Regions from separate parts of the Zea mays genome. Here regions 1 and 3 are each linked to region 2. The links are chromatin contacts, called in public Hi-C maps. All regions are on one chromosome and are shown on one strand. The core of a region is the stretch at or near the end of the contact, and the rest is flanking DNA. Distances in the headings are between cores, read along the strand shown. Region 1 holds the start of LOC100272936. Region 2 holds the start of LOC100284902 (3-isopropylmalate dehydratase large subunit 2). Region 3 holds the start of LOC100191642 (Polyketide cyclase/dehydrase and lipid transport superfamily protein).

Region 1 (4,684 bases), core at 302-2,801, 130 kb after region 2:
GGTATAAATGTAAAGCATAGTAACCTAAGTACGGGCACTTTGCTAGTGCAAGCATGAGTGATGACTTTGGACGTGCGAGAAGCGAAAATCCCCAGCCACATACTGTGGAGTGTGCGCAGTTATTATTATTAGGCACGAGATGGTCGCTTGCTGCCTGTCCTAAAGACTTGTTTGGTTTACTTCGTGGCACATCTGTCTGAGTCAGCCAGCGAGGCAACAACCTTAGAGTGTGTTTAGTTGTGAGATAGCTAGGACTGAGACGTCGGATAACTGGGAACAACATTGGGATAGTCTTGTCTCAACTCTTGACCCTGAACCAAATAAATTTATTTGAGGGATCGTCCCATCTCATCTCGTCTTATCATTGCAACAAAACATACCTTAGGTGTTGGATTTTGATCGTCTGGGATTGAGATTGCGTGTGTGGCAGGCAAATGCCTCACAGGCTCTCAACCAAACAGGCCCTATAACTTTGGACTGAATTGCCTGGACGCAAATTAACAACCTTCGCGCGTCCATGCATGCTTTCACGTACGTGGCGGATCCGATCCGACGGTGACTCTAATGCAAGGGATTGTTTGGTAGAGCTCCGTTCCATAATTTTCTAGCTCCGAGAGCTGATTTTCTAATGAAGTGATTTTGAGTGATTCTCTACCGAAAGTGAATCTATTTGACAAAAATTGTTTGGTAAATAGGTCATAAAGTGATTAACAAGGGGTTAAAGAGTGGGTGGTGGGAAGCAGGTTTTTTGGCTCCCACTTTTTAATACAAAGTAGAAATTAGATTTACTGTACTCTTACTATAAAGCACCTCAAAATTTTATCGTTTGACTTGGTAGAAGTGATTTTCGGTGGGAGAGAATACCTCTAACGCCCCCTTGTTACTACTGGCGGCTGTACTGCTGCTTGCTGGCGCCACCGGAATTCTGAGACAACACGGATACAAAACGACAAGACCCCACTCGACGACGTCGCATGCAGATGAAGCGCAATTTTGGAAGAAGAAAAATAAGAAGAGAACTTTCATAGTGCGTAGTAAATTCCAAACTGAAAACGACCAACGCGCTTAAGTTTCTCTGGACTATGCTTGAAGAAGAAGAAGCAGCCTGGATTTAGCACGCGCATACGTAATGCTCGCTCGTCGTACACGGAAATTTTCAAATACATACACAATACAAATACACGACGTGGACCGTGCCCAAGAAAGCCCATCTGGCTGTGCAGACCAGTCGGGCCCACGGGGCAGTGGGACCGGATTTCTCGAAGCGCGGGCCGGCATACCGTCCCGGGCCCACCTGTCAGGTGGAGCCGCCCGCCGCTAGGCGCCTAGTGCACTCGGGCGCCTGCGCGACCAGGCCCGAAGCTTCTTCCCGGGCCCGCACCACGGATCAGGATCCGTCCCGCCAACGTGGGCGCGCGGCATTGGTCGGTCCGGAGCGGTTTCGCGTCATCGATGCGGTTCGCTGATACGGCAATACGGCATGCATGAGCGGCGACGCACGCACGCACTAGAAGGAAACTTCTGGGGGAGTCCGGAGAAGCTTTCGTTCCTTCGTCCTTCTCCTTCCCACCGCCACGCCACGCCACGCCACGCCGGCTCGGTACATATACTAGCCTGCCTCGATCGGCCTCCCTCGCATTCCCCCTCGATCGGCCTCCCTCCCCCAAGATCCTCCACTCGATCCCAAACAAACCAACAAATCCATCCATCGCACATGGACGCGTTCTTCTCGGCCTCCTCCGCGTCGGCGCCCTACGGCTACGGCGCCGGCGGATGGAGCTACGACTCGCTCAAGAACTTCCGCCAGATCACCCCCGCCGTCCAGACCCACCTCAAGCTCGTACGTCCCCCGTTCGCGATTCTCCCTGTTCTTCTCGTCGTGGGCGTGCGTTTCAGAAATTCCGGGGGCTATAGTCGTTGTGACTCGCGCAATTAGCATTTCGTATTTTTTTAAAAATATATATCAGTCGTTGGTTTCGTGCGTTCCAGAAATTCTCCTGCGGGTTGCGTGTAGCTGATGCGTAATTCCCTGACGTAATCTTGTGATTCGCGCGCGTCGTGTTCCTTGCGTTGAGAACTGCAACTGCGGATGCCACCGATTCGATCGATTCGTCACTTTAAGAACATGCATGATCCGGTTAGAACAGCAAGATATGATAAATCGATTTGAATCCAAATCTGACCCTCTGGTTCGGCTTGGTTGCCTGCAGGTCTACCTCACCCTGTGCGCGGCGCTGGCCTCGTCGGCGGTGGGCGCTTACCTGCACGTGGTCTGGAACATCGGCGGTACGCTGACAATGCTCGGTTGCGTCGGCAGCATCGCCTGGCTCTTCTCGGTGCCCGTCTACGAGGAGGTCAGTCCGTCCGCCCGTGATCCGTCGTGTCGTCCGTTCGTCTCTCCTTCGTCAGTTGACACAACCGAAATTGTCCATTGCGCCTTCGTCTCTCACACTGTGTTGCCCTGTTTGTGCGCGTGCGTGTGTGCAGAGGAAGAGGTATGGGCTGCTGATGGCGGCTGCCCTCCTGGAAGGCGCTTCGGTCGGACCCCTCGTCAAGCTCGCCGTGGAATTTGACCCAAGGTAACCTTGCACTTGTCGTCTTGTCTCTCGGAAATTGCCTGCGCTGTGCGCTGCTTGATTAAGATAATAATAATACAGTAATAATCAGGATTCGAACGCTACCAGGCTGGCAATGCGTCACCAGCCCGCCATAAGTTGTAGTAGTAGACAAATGCTTAGATGACGAATGGCTGTTTTTTTTCCCTCAGCATCCTGGTGACGGCGTTCGTGGGGACTGCCATCGCGTTCGCGTGCTTCACCGGCGCGGCCATGGTGGCCAGGCGCAGGGAGTACCTCTACCTGGGTGGGCTGCTCTCGTCGGGGCTCTCCATCCTGCTCTGGCTGCAGCTAGCCGGCTCCATCTTCGGCCACTCCGCAACCAGCTTCATGTTCGAGGTGCCTGCCTGCCTCTATCCTCTTTTAATTTATAATCCGATGGAGCAACAGTGTATCCATTGCTTGTCCGTCTGTGAGATGCATGCACACAGCAGCCTTGGCTTGAACACTTGCTTGCTTTCTCCTCCTGCAGGTCTACTTCGGGCTGCTCATCTTCCTGGGCTACGTGGTGTACGACACGCAGGAGATCATCGAGAGGGCGCACCGCGGCGACATGGACCACGTCAAGCACGCCCTCACCCTCTTCACAGACTTCGTGGCCGTCCTCGTCCGCGTCCTCGTCATCATGGTGAGTGAGCTCTTTCCTCTTGGTGATGATGCTGGGTTGCTGCCGCGGATTATATTGGTGGAATAGCTTGCGCATGATTTTGATTTCAGATTTCTCCCTGTGCTGCCGGTGGCGGTTGTTTCTGAATGGCTGTACTGACCGAACCGTTGGTGTTGCATGCTCTGCAGCTCAAGAACGGGGCCGACAAGTCGGAGGACAAGAAGAGGAAGAAGAGGTCGTGAGCGCGTCGAGAAGGGAAGCTCTTCCACTTCCACATATGCATAGGAGTAACTGCTGGGGTTCCTTCCTGGGGTGGAAGTGTGGAACTGAGCTGAGTGTTCAGAAGTGTTCCTTTGTTCGGCACCTTTGTTCTCTTCCTCTCTTGATGAGTCTGTAAATAGCTATGTCAATCTGGTTAAGCTTGGTTTGGTTGCCTGTGCCTGTGTTCGCTGGCCTTTGGATAGAATGCAAATTAAAGATGTTGCTATTGCACAGTCCATTCCTGTCCTTGTTTGTGACGGTTTATAGTAGTAGTGATGATCGTCACCCGTTTCTGGTGGCTGGAACATGCCGCCGCCGCCGTAACGAGCCGACGGCCAGCGCCCAGCGTGGACGAGTGAGACCGACGCACTGCGGACTGCCGTGCCGCCGTACTGTCCTGTCGTGGACTGGTAAGGAGAGGGGAGTGGTGGCTGTCTATCACATCGATGTTGACCGAATGACAGTAATACTACTCTACCCTTTCTAAATTCTGACGAAGCCAAGATAAACCTGCGGCACGGCACAGGCACAGCCGATAGAGCACACCGACACATGTTGCCTCCTGTCCTGGCTCTGCTTTCTTTAGCAGCAGCAGCAGCACAGTAGGCCCTCGCGTTCTATCGGGGGTCTCTTTCGGTTTCAGCTTTGCCTTGCTTCTCCGTTATGGTCCCTGACGGGTGTTGTTTGGTTCACGAAATGTAACGCAAAGGGTAATGATAATGGTTTACACTCGATTACTGTCGGTAACAAGTTTGAATAGTCCGGTATCAATTTTTAGTATGATATCTGATTACGGTTGGACTAAAATAAACATGATTTAACGTTATCACTTACCCATTACATTACAAATATGTGAACCAAACGGTACTAGATGTATTTGGCGTGAAGAGGTCGATGCGACCGCGCGCTCAGCTGCAGTCTGCACACCTCACCGCTCACCTCCTCGTCGGTTCGGTCGGTCGGCTGTGTCGTGTCGCTCTGTGCCACCCCACCAGCCTCCCTCCCCCTCTTCTACTCCTGGATCGGCCCAGCTTCTTTAATTCCCTTCCTTCGCCTGGCCGCGACCAGTACCACCCACCGCTCGCTCTCGCTCCCAGGCCTCCTGCCGCCCGGCCCGCGCCGCGCCATGGAAGAGCCGCCGCCGGGGAGCAGCAAGGCCGCCGCGGCGCGCGCGCCCCGGGTGGTGGGCGTGCTGGCGGGG
Region 2 (4,454 bases), core at 1,908-4,407:
GGTTTTGCAGTATTTCCAAATTATGAACAAGTCCACACGGTGATCACATTGGAACATTTTTATTCTGAATATCACCTTTTGTGTGGCAGGGACAAGGAATGTGGGAACTTTAACCTTCTTTCCCTGGATTAAGAAACAAGGTTCCAGTAAGTCAAGTGGCCATGGGATAGGTCTGAAAGGTAACAAGTCCGTGCACCGTGACAGGATTCAAGATTCTCACCGAGGCTAAGAACACCTTTGCGGCAGCAAGGAAGTCCTCAGTCTTGCCACCAGTGCAGGAACCAATATAGACTCGGTCGATCTTGACATCTTTGCATTCTCTTGCTAGGGCACGGTTGTCAGGCGAATGTGGCTGCAGATCAAAGGCAGTTATTGCTTCGTTTTTATAGGAAAAGCAACAGAAGATGAAGATAACAAAATACTACATCAACAGACCTTGGCAACTACTGGCTCCAGTTTCGATACATCAAACCGGTAGTCACTAAAAAATCTGGAGAGAAAAAATTCAAACAAATAGAAGAAGCACTAAATCATGTGCATGATATATCAGATGATCACACAGACTACAGAAACAAATGTCTGGAAGGAAAAAATTAGACAATAAATTATATTTCTGTATGCGCATAACTTAATCAATTTTTAAAGACAAGAGATAAGGGAACATGGAAAAACTAGTCATGTATCTTTTACTTTCAAAGTTCGGTGCTGTCTAATAAGGACTCATGGTCTGTAAGGCAAATATCTTTAAAACTGAAAACATGCACATAGATGCAGACATAACATGAGCAAAAGGTCAAGAAAAACAAGGACAGCCTATAGTCACCTGGCCTCAGCATCACTGTAGACAGGTTGATAATCAACTGATGTCCTACCCTGCAGTATACCAGCACAACAATATTGATGTCAGAACTATCCTACAAACTAAATGGTAGAAGCTCACTTCTGCAAATTGTTCTGAGCACTCTCTATCTCAAACTTATTGGAATGTTATGAAAGAAAAGCATATTGGCCCAACTTTGTTATGAGCATTTAAGGGGACTAGTTTTGTACCTCAAGGTATTTAAATGTAGTTTCATCAGCAGGCACGACACCGTTCTTTCCACCAGCTTCAACAACCATGTTGCATAGTGTCATACGTTCTTCCATCTAGCAAGTTTGTGAAAAGGACTAAGTTCAATGTTACGTGGTGTGGCAATTAATTAAGATAATCTTGAGCAGGGAACGCACGGTTAGACTTTCTACAGTTGATCCAACAAACTCCATCGATTTGTAGGTTGCACCAGATACTGAAATCTCACCAATAATCTGTAAGTACCGATTAACAAGAATAAGAAGTCATGGTTACAGGTAGATCCTAAGGGAAGGAACAAACATAACACAGCTTGTAAGCTTACTTGCAAAATCAGATCCTTCGCAAGTAAATAAGGCGGCATTTCTCCATCTAATACAAACCTGATAGTAGGTGGCACCTGAAATGAACATTAAAACATATCAAAACAATGTATTCATTTTCTGGAATTGACTGAAGCAAATCCATAACATATGATAATGTGATAACTGATAAGAGGATGTACAAAACATAATTGAGAAAAAACTTCATTCATTCAATGAAAACAGCACTTTCATGTGCTAACTGAAATAAGGGATATGACCACCCGATGGATCATTGTTATTTTTTTTATGAAATGCAAGTCAGTATAATCAACAAGAATATTATATTTTGATTTATATTAAACAATACTTTTGGTCCCTCTACTGACCAATCGATGAAAGACTGGTTTTTACAAAGGGAAGCCTGGTGGATGCATAGCCGTGTTTCTGTGTTTTGTTTTTTTTTGGGGGGGGGGGGGGGGGGGCTTTGACTCAGTTTATCCATTCTTCGAAACTCATTCATGTGGGAGCCTCTACCATTGGGTATGCCCTATAAGACTGGTTTTAAAATTTTGCCTTCCGAGAGTAACAACAACCAACAACCATGGGCGTACCTTGAGAAGAGCCTTTCCAGTGCCCATCACAAAACCTGCATCAGTGTTTCCAATTCCGGTTGCAAATTGACCAAAGGCTCCAGCATTGCACGTATGAGAATCAGTACCCAGGAGAACCTAGATAGCAATTGGAGAAGATTAGTGCTTCCCAACATGTTCTACAATCACAGGTGACCTGTACATGGAAAACTCAGCAAGGTACCTCGCCTGGTCGGCAGTGGCCTTCCTGAGCAAGTGCAATGTGGCAGACACCCTTGTAGTCTGGATTAGCCTGCAAACAAATATGAAATTCAAACTATTGTGGAAGGGGGAAAATACAGGGAACCTAAATTTTGGTACTAGGAGGCAGAGAAGCCAAGATATCAACTAAATAAACCGAGAAGCAAAGGAGTGGGCATACCCTGAAATCGCTGAGGTCCTTGATATCATAGAAGTACTTGATGTTCTGCTCCAGACAGAAGTCCCTGAGGATATCGACGTTGCGGTTGGCGCGCTCGTCGCTGGTGAAGATGTAGTGGTCGGGGATGATGACGACCTTCTCGCGGTCCCAGACCTTGGCATCCTCCCCGAACTCCTTCTTGAAGATGCCGATGGTGCCGGGCCCGCAGACGTCGTGCGTCATGAGCACGTCGATGTCCACCCACACGTTCTCCCCGGGCTCCAGCGCCGCGCGCTCCGACGCCCTCGCCAGGATCTTCTCCGTCATCGTCATCGCGGTCTTCACCTGGAGAGGGGCGACCGCGCGTATTCGTACGTATGTAAATCGAACGCGAAGCGCAGAGCAGCAGCAGCAGCAGCGGGATGGGATTCAGGGGGCGGGGGCGTACCGAGCCGGTGGACGACGGGGCGCGGGGGGTGCGCGCGGGCGACGCGACGGCGCGCACGCGGCACGGCTTGGTCCGGCGGCTCGAGCCCGCGCGGTGCGGCGCCGGCGCGGCCAGCTCCTTCTGCGACGGGAAATGGAAGGGGGTTGGTTAGTAACGGGGCGCGAGAGGGGGTAGGAGGGAGAGGACGGACCTTGTGGGCGAAGGCCGCGGAGGCCTTAGCGGCGGCGGAGATGGAGGAAGCCATGCCGTGGCGGCGCTCGGGCGGGCGGGCGGGCGAAGCGTCGAACACCCTGCAGGCCCGGCGGGGGGCGGAGGGGGGTAGGTCAAGCGAGAGAGTGTGTGTGTGTGTTGAGGCCTTGACAGGACTTGGGTCTGGGGGTGGTGCTGTTGCGGCGTGTGTGCTCGGGGAGTGTCGTGTCTCGTGTGGTGTCGGCTGCCGTGGCGTGTGTGCCCCTGATCAATGAATGGATCAGCGGGTGAGGTGGGAGCTGGACGAACGTCGAACGGACTAACGGAGCGCACGAGACGCCGATGGAGAGATGACTGATGAGGTGGAGAGAGGTGCACAAAATGAGCACGGCTTGCAAAGCGAGCACCGATTGAGCTATGAGTTGTCTAAGCTACCTTAGACATGACTTATGAATCAAGATCTAAATATTTCTTTATGATAAATTAAAATTTTAAATTAATTTTAATTTAAAAACAAATAAAGATAGAGTAAGATCTTAATTTGATTTGATTCTTAAATTTTATAGTGTAAAATCTAGAGTCATTACCACTCCAAAATATGACAGAAAAAATGGCACTTATTAGGCCTTATTTGGTTCCTTCGAGTAAAATTTAGTCTATGTCACATTAAATGTCTGGATGCTAGTTAGAAATATTAAATATAGCTTAATTATAAAAAAATAATTATATAAATGAGGAGAAAACGATAAGACAAACGTATTAAACCTAAATAATCTATGATTCGTTTGTGTGATGCTACAGTAAATATTGTTAATCATTAAATAATTAGTTTTAATATTTTTTTCTTATCGTTTAGTCTTCATATGTGTAATTAGTTTTATAATTAGACTATATTTAATTCTCATGGTATGTATTCAAACATCATATATGACATAGAATAAACTACTGGAACCAAATAACCCTTAGAGCATATACAACAAGAAATCCTTTATTTGAGTCCTAAATTTTAAAATATGACCTGATTTGAAGTGTTTAGGGTCACAAAAAATATTTAGAGCTTAAATAGTTGAGTCATATAGTTTAAGAAATAGGTAATGTTATTTAGAAATAAAAGGTTGGTAATAATGTACAAAACGAGGTTAGAGCTCTAGTATACATGGTCCTGTATTTAGGACTTGAGAGATCGAGTCATATAATTATTTGATTTTTAAAAAATAAAACTCTTGTTGAAGCAAGCTTTTAATGAAAACCCTATATTTTAAAATACAACTCTATTAGAAATGTTGTCGGTACAGCACAATTAAATGAGAAGTCTTTTATAGGGTCTCTAGGGGTTAAACAAAATTAAGAAATGTACTCTTCGTGAAGAGGTTATCTCTACACGACTCTCTATACAACTGTGTCTTGACCGCATTTACGATCTAGGAGCTTATAATTGTATCATACAGTCTTT
Region 3 (4,748 bases), core at 307-2,806, 240 kb before region 2:
TTTTGCGCAATGCTGATGGCCTGCGTGCATAGCTTGCTTTCGAAGGAACAATGGTGATGGAAAGGATTGGAGACTCCGCTGCCACCAACTCAGCACTAACATCAGAACTTGAATGGTGTCAAAAGTGTACTCCGCAGGTGGTGGACAGGTTGCCTCAGGTCAGTCTCATTGGGCACACATAGCCATCAAGAAATATCAGGATTAGGGAACAAACAGGCCACTGCACTTCTAAAGCTGTGTGCCTTGTGCCTATTCCAAACTGGAGTTATTAGTTGACGGGCAACACAGACACAGCATAGATTACGGTCTGCATGAAGCGTAAGCTATATAGCCAACAGGCCATGTGTCAAAGTTCATCCAAGAAACTGTATAGTACTTTTGCATCAGGGATCAAGCATAAACCCCACTACCTCCTGGAATCAATATCCCCAAACAAGAACAACACGCAGTAGTTCTTTTTTTTTCCAAGTCTAGTTTTACCTTTGTGACGCAATAATAGGCGCCCCCCAGCTTCCATATCCGCCGGGCGATTATGTACTCCCTGTCGCTGCAGAAGAAGGGGAACTGCGACAGCGAGCGCAAGAGATGAGTCATACAATACAATGCGATGAGTCAGCCAGAGAGGCCCGCTATTTATTATTTACCTTCCGGACCCAATGCACTTTCATCGTCCCAGTGGTCCGGCACTCCTCCAGGGTCTTGTGGTAGATGAGCATGTCGTCCCACCTGTTGGACATCCGGAACTCGTCGTCCCCGAAGAAGTCCCTCACCTCCTCTGGACTGGCGTTCTCGAAGATGCTGCTGCTCTGGTACTGCGGAGGCCCGGTCTACAAAATATTCATCCAGATAAAAATAAAATTCAATCGTTACATGAACATGAAATCAAGTAATAAAAAAAAACACGACGCTGAGGCTCGTGAAAAAAAAATCCGCTCACCTGGGCGTCCCTCCTCCACGCCCGGTACGTCATGGTGGGCAGCGACTTCTCCATCATCTTGGTCCAGGCCGGGCCACCGTCCGCGCCCTCCACCAGCCTCCAGAGGTTCACCAGGTCGGCCATCCCCACCGCCACCGCCACCGGCTCCTCTCTCGCCGTCGCCGTCTCCGTCTCCGACGACCTGCCAAGCGCCACCGTTCCGCGGTTCCGTTGCACGGCGTCCTTGTCACCCTCCCTCTGCTGCACGGCGGTGCCGAGCGGGGCGCGGAGGCGGGCGGGGAGCTGGGCCTTCCAGAAGTCGAGCGTGGCGAAGGGCGGCTGCGCGGCGGCGGCGGCGGTGGTGGCGCTGCCGCCGTCGTCCGCGGTGGCGACGACGAGGCCGGCTGCCCAGCGCGGGCGCCAGGCCCAGCCGAGCAGCAGGCCGAGGAGGGCCGCCGCCCACAGGGGCCCCGCGAGGAGCGCCATCTCCCAGGCCGCCCCCCACGCCGTGGGCTGCTCCAGCACCCTGCCCACCGCCGACAGCACGTACCCCATCGGAGCCGACCGGCCGAGCAGTCGACGGCGTAGGGGGTCGGACGCGGCGGTGTGTGTGTGGGGGCAGGGTAGGGGGAGGGATGGAGGGAGGGAGGAAGGAGGGGGGCTTTACGGCCTCTGGCGAGGATTAAAGACTCGATTTTTTTGTTTGGTTTAGGGAAGGGTAAGGTGTGGTGCACGAGCAGGGATGGAGGCGTGTGGACACGGTGCATGGACTATCTCACTCTTGACCTCCCTATCTTTTCTACCTATCTGATTTCTAAACCTTTCATTTTTGTACTTTGCAGAGTTTAAATAATCAATCCCACCCTACTTTATTTGGAGTTCGCAGAGCTGCGTGGATGCTACGTGATATGGTAAACAAAAACAAGAGCTGAGTCTGGTGGGCATTTGTTTATTGGTTAGGACTTAAGCGTTTCATCATTTTTTTGTTAAAAAAGAAAAGAAAAGGTATGGTTTGCCCTTTGGTGTTCTAACTCATGTATTATAGATTATAATAGCGTGCTGATGGTGTGTGCTTACTTACCGCATCATCTCATTAGCTGTTGGTTGTGAAGTCGCTTTCCTAAGCATTCCATGTATCCCCGACTCCCCGTGTTGTTCCTTAAAGGCACAAAGGGTACACAGCTAAAAGGAATATGCTATGCCCGTGGCTTCTAGGCTTGCCAAACTACACAAAAAGGGCCATGCATAACTATTAGTCCGTAGCAACATGACGTTTGATTAGGTGTGGAAAAAACAAAATCTTCGTCCAAATAAATCAGCTCCTAGAGCAAAAAGGGGGGGGGGGGGGGGGGGGGGAATCGGACCAATCTTACATGTTGGATCAGCTCCTAGAAAATTGATTTGTTTATTCAGGAACCGAGGTAGTATTTTACATGGAGAGTGTTATTCAAACATGCGATTTGGTGGGTGGTCAACTCGGTAAACCCTTCCGATCCTATGCTTCTACGATACGTCATTGTTCTTGGCTGAGACTAATTGACTAAATCACCCTAGAGTCAGTCACGTACTCTTTCTCAATTCCCCTCCTCTCCCATGTTGGATATATCCCACAAAAGCGATAAGGGGATATAATAGAACCCAAAAAAAATATTAGTGAGACAAAAGAAACTCACTTTTCTTTTCTTTTTTCATTTGATGAAAGGGGCGCTCTTGTCTTGTGGCCGTACGATGCAGCAGCCCATGGACCGGGCGCATGCACTGCCGCGACAAGCCCAGCCCAACCCCAAAGCGATAAGGGGATCTGGGGGCTGAGGCTGCCGGTGGCGCGCGTCGATTCCGGTGGGGGCCCAAATCTCACTCCCGTCCAACGCCGCGCCGCCACGTCGGCTCGCGACTCGCTTTGGTGCCCCACTCCCCCCCTCGCCGGCGGCGTCACATCGCCACCACTAATCGGGTCGGGCCGGTCGGCCGTCGTGAGTGGCAGCATCCGTGCTTTTTTTTTTGCGTGCTCTGTGCTATATTTTTGCCCCCCCTTGTGTCTGCCACCCATATTGTTGGTACTTCTCCAACACAGATTTTTCTTGCTGCACGAGCTGACACGTCGCGGGTAGTGATCCGAGCACGTCTAGCGTGGCTAGAGAGCTTGTCGCCTTGGCCGTAAGGACACTTGTAAAACATGTACATCATCGAATATTAAAACCACGCATTTTAAACATCATCTTCAGTTAATATCTTTTACAAACAGCGCCTAACTGAGTTTATATGAAAACATGTAATGGCATACTTCAAAACGAAAGGATGTCATCCTATATAGGTTTTGGTCTAAAAAAGAAAAATGAAACATTTTTTATTTCTTTGGATTTTTTTAAAATATATCTGATTTGTCTTCTCAAACTTTTAACTTAGTTTAGCCCATATGATATGGATCACCACATCAGTAAAACCACTATAGGTGAAAAACAATTGTTTTTTAAAAGGCGAGGGATGCCAAAAAAAATTCTTCTGATTTTGGAATTCAACGAGCAAAATGAGACGAGGGAGTTAAATTGGATTTCCTGGATATAAGAATGAAAGGAAGCCATGGCCCACGAAACACGCGTCCATCCCTCTCTCCGGCCCGGCCCACAAACTCACCTCGTCATCTCCCCCTCAAACTGTCGGATAAGCCGCGCGCCGTCGCCGTGGCCATGGCGTCCCTCTCCCCCGCGCTCCTCCCCGGCGCCGGCGTGACCCTCCTCCGAGCGCCGCCCGTGTTCCGCGTCACCGCCTCTTCCTCGAGCTCGGGGAGCAAGAAGGGCAAGAAGCCCAAGAGCGGCAGCAAGGGCAAGGACACCAAGGCGCTGGAGCCTCCAGCGCCCGTGGTCCGCCGCGCGCCGCCGGGAAGCGCCTCCATATTCCAGCAGCAGAAGAATGAGGCGGCGTCCAGGGCCGGGGGCGCCGGTGGGAAGGGGCCCACGGAGGAGGAGCTACGGCAGCGGCAGGCCAACGAGAACGCCTTCCTCCTCGCCTGGCTTGGGCTAGGCATCATCATCCTTGTCGAGGGCATCGCACTCGCCGCCTCCGGTAATATACGTACTAGCAATTTGGTCTCCAACTTACAGTGCTGCACTCACTTTGATTATGGTGGACTGTTGGTGAATTCAGTTTAGAATATGACTGTAGTCTCCCCAATTGAGGAACTTTGTGCGTACATATGACTATATTAACACAAGGGATGGTGCTATTATTCTGTCAACTATTGATGAATTGAACAAAATTGTCATGGTGGTGGCATTGTGGTAGTTTTTTAGCTCACATGGCAGCTTTTTACCTTTCATAAATAGTCACTGGTGGCTTTTTTTACCTTTCATAAATCGCATTATAGTACTCAAGACATGAGAAATCTTCAAATGTAACATATTGGTGCAGCGATCATCGCAACTCTGGAATTGCCAGGTGCAATTCCTGAATCCTGAACCAATGATACATTGAAGTAATCAGCGACATGAATCTGAGTGTAGCATGATGCACAAAACTATCAAAGAAAGCATAAAACTACTAGTTAAGTTGTGAAAGCTTTTGGTACTGCAGAACTGCTGAGCCAAGTAGTCATGTTTTGAACTTGTATGTCATGCAGGTTTTCTGCCAGAGGAATATGACAGCTTCTTTGTTAAGTACCTTTATCCATCGTTCACTCCAACAGTTGTTCTGTTTTTGGCTGGTACGGTTGGGTATGGTGTCCTCAAATACTTTGAAAGCGAGAAAAGCAAAAGCTAGATGACAGCACGAAGGTGAGACTAAATATAATCATCTTGTGAACATCTAGGCTTTACTTCTCCTAATTTTGTTCACA

The links. A called contact is a pair of places that touch in the nucleus more often than the background predicts.
Region 1: a Hi-C map of ear shows a contact between it and region 2, with 2.6 times the contacts expected there. The contact joins the promoter of LOC100272936 here to the promoter of LOC100284902 in region 2. A contact is called at or near these places in 12 of 25 Hi-C or Micro-C datasets (bundle sheath, ear, endosperm and 4 more).
Region 3: a Hi-C map of tassel shows a contact between it and region 2, with 5 times the contacts expected there. The contact joins the promoter of LOC100191642 here to the promoter of LOC100284902 in region 2. A contact is called at or near these places in 3 of 25 Hi-C or Micro-C datasets (ear, leaf and tassel).

The regions. Positions count from the first base shown.
Region 1 is chr5:75,068,612-75,073,295 of Zm-B73-REFERENCE-NAM-5.0, forward strand. It overlaps LOC100272936, which reads left to right and starts at 1,552. Exons shown (of 6, transcript NM_001147388.1): 1 at 1,552-1,840; 2 at 2,211-2,354; 3 at 2,488-2,579; 4 at 2,768-2,954; 5 at 3,088-3,243; 6 at 3,411-3,715. The coding sequence starts at 1,715. The coding sequence ends at 3,464. LOC100280111 reads left to right here and starts at 4,548. Exons shown (of 2, transcript NM_001357898.1): 1 at 4,548-4,684. The coding sequence starts at 4,610.
Region 2 is chr5:74,938,887-74,943,340 of Zm-B73-REFERENCE-NAM-5.0, forward strand. It overlaps LOC100284902 (3-isopropylmalate dehydratase large subunit 2), which reads right to left and starts at 3,158. Exons shown (of 14, transcript NM_001367198.1): 1 at 3,003-3,158; 2 at 2,813-2,932; 3 at 2,386-2,709; 4 at 2,188-2,256; 5 at 1,986-2,102; 6 at 1,395-1,469; 7 at 1,228-1,305; 8 at 1,051-1,146; 9 at 824-873; 10 at 436-490; 11 at 221-352; 12 at 76-123. The coding sequence starts at 3,056.
Region 3 is chr5:74,702,007-74,706,754 of Zm-B73-REFERENCE-NAM-5.0, forward strand. It overlaps LOC100191642 (Polyketide cyclase/dehydrase and lipid transport superfamily protein), which reads right to left and starts at 1,557. Exons shown (of 5, transcript NM_001348730.1): 1 at 938-1,557; 2 at 645-827; 3 at 481-564. The coding sequence starts at 1,471. It overlaps LOC100278883 (Protein LOW PSII ACCUMULATION 2 chloroplastic), which reads left to right and starts at 3,573. Exons shown (of 3, transcript NM_001152015.1): 1 at 3,573-3,979; 2 at 4,533-4,686. The coding sequence starts at 3,604. The coding sequence ends at 4,672.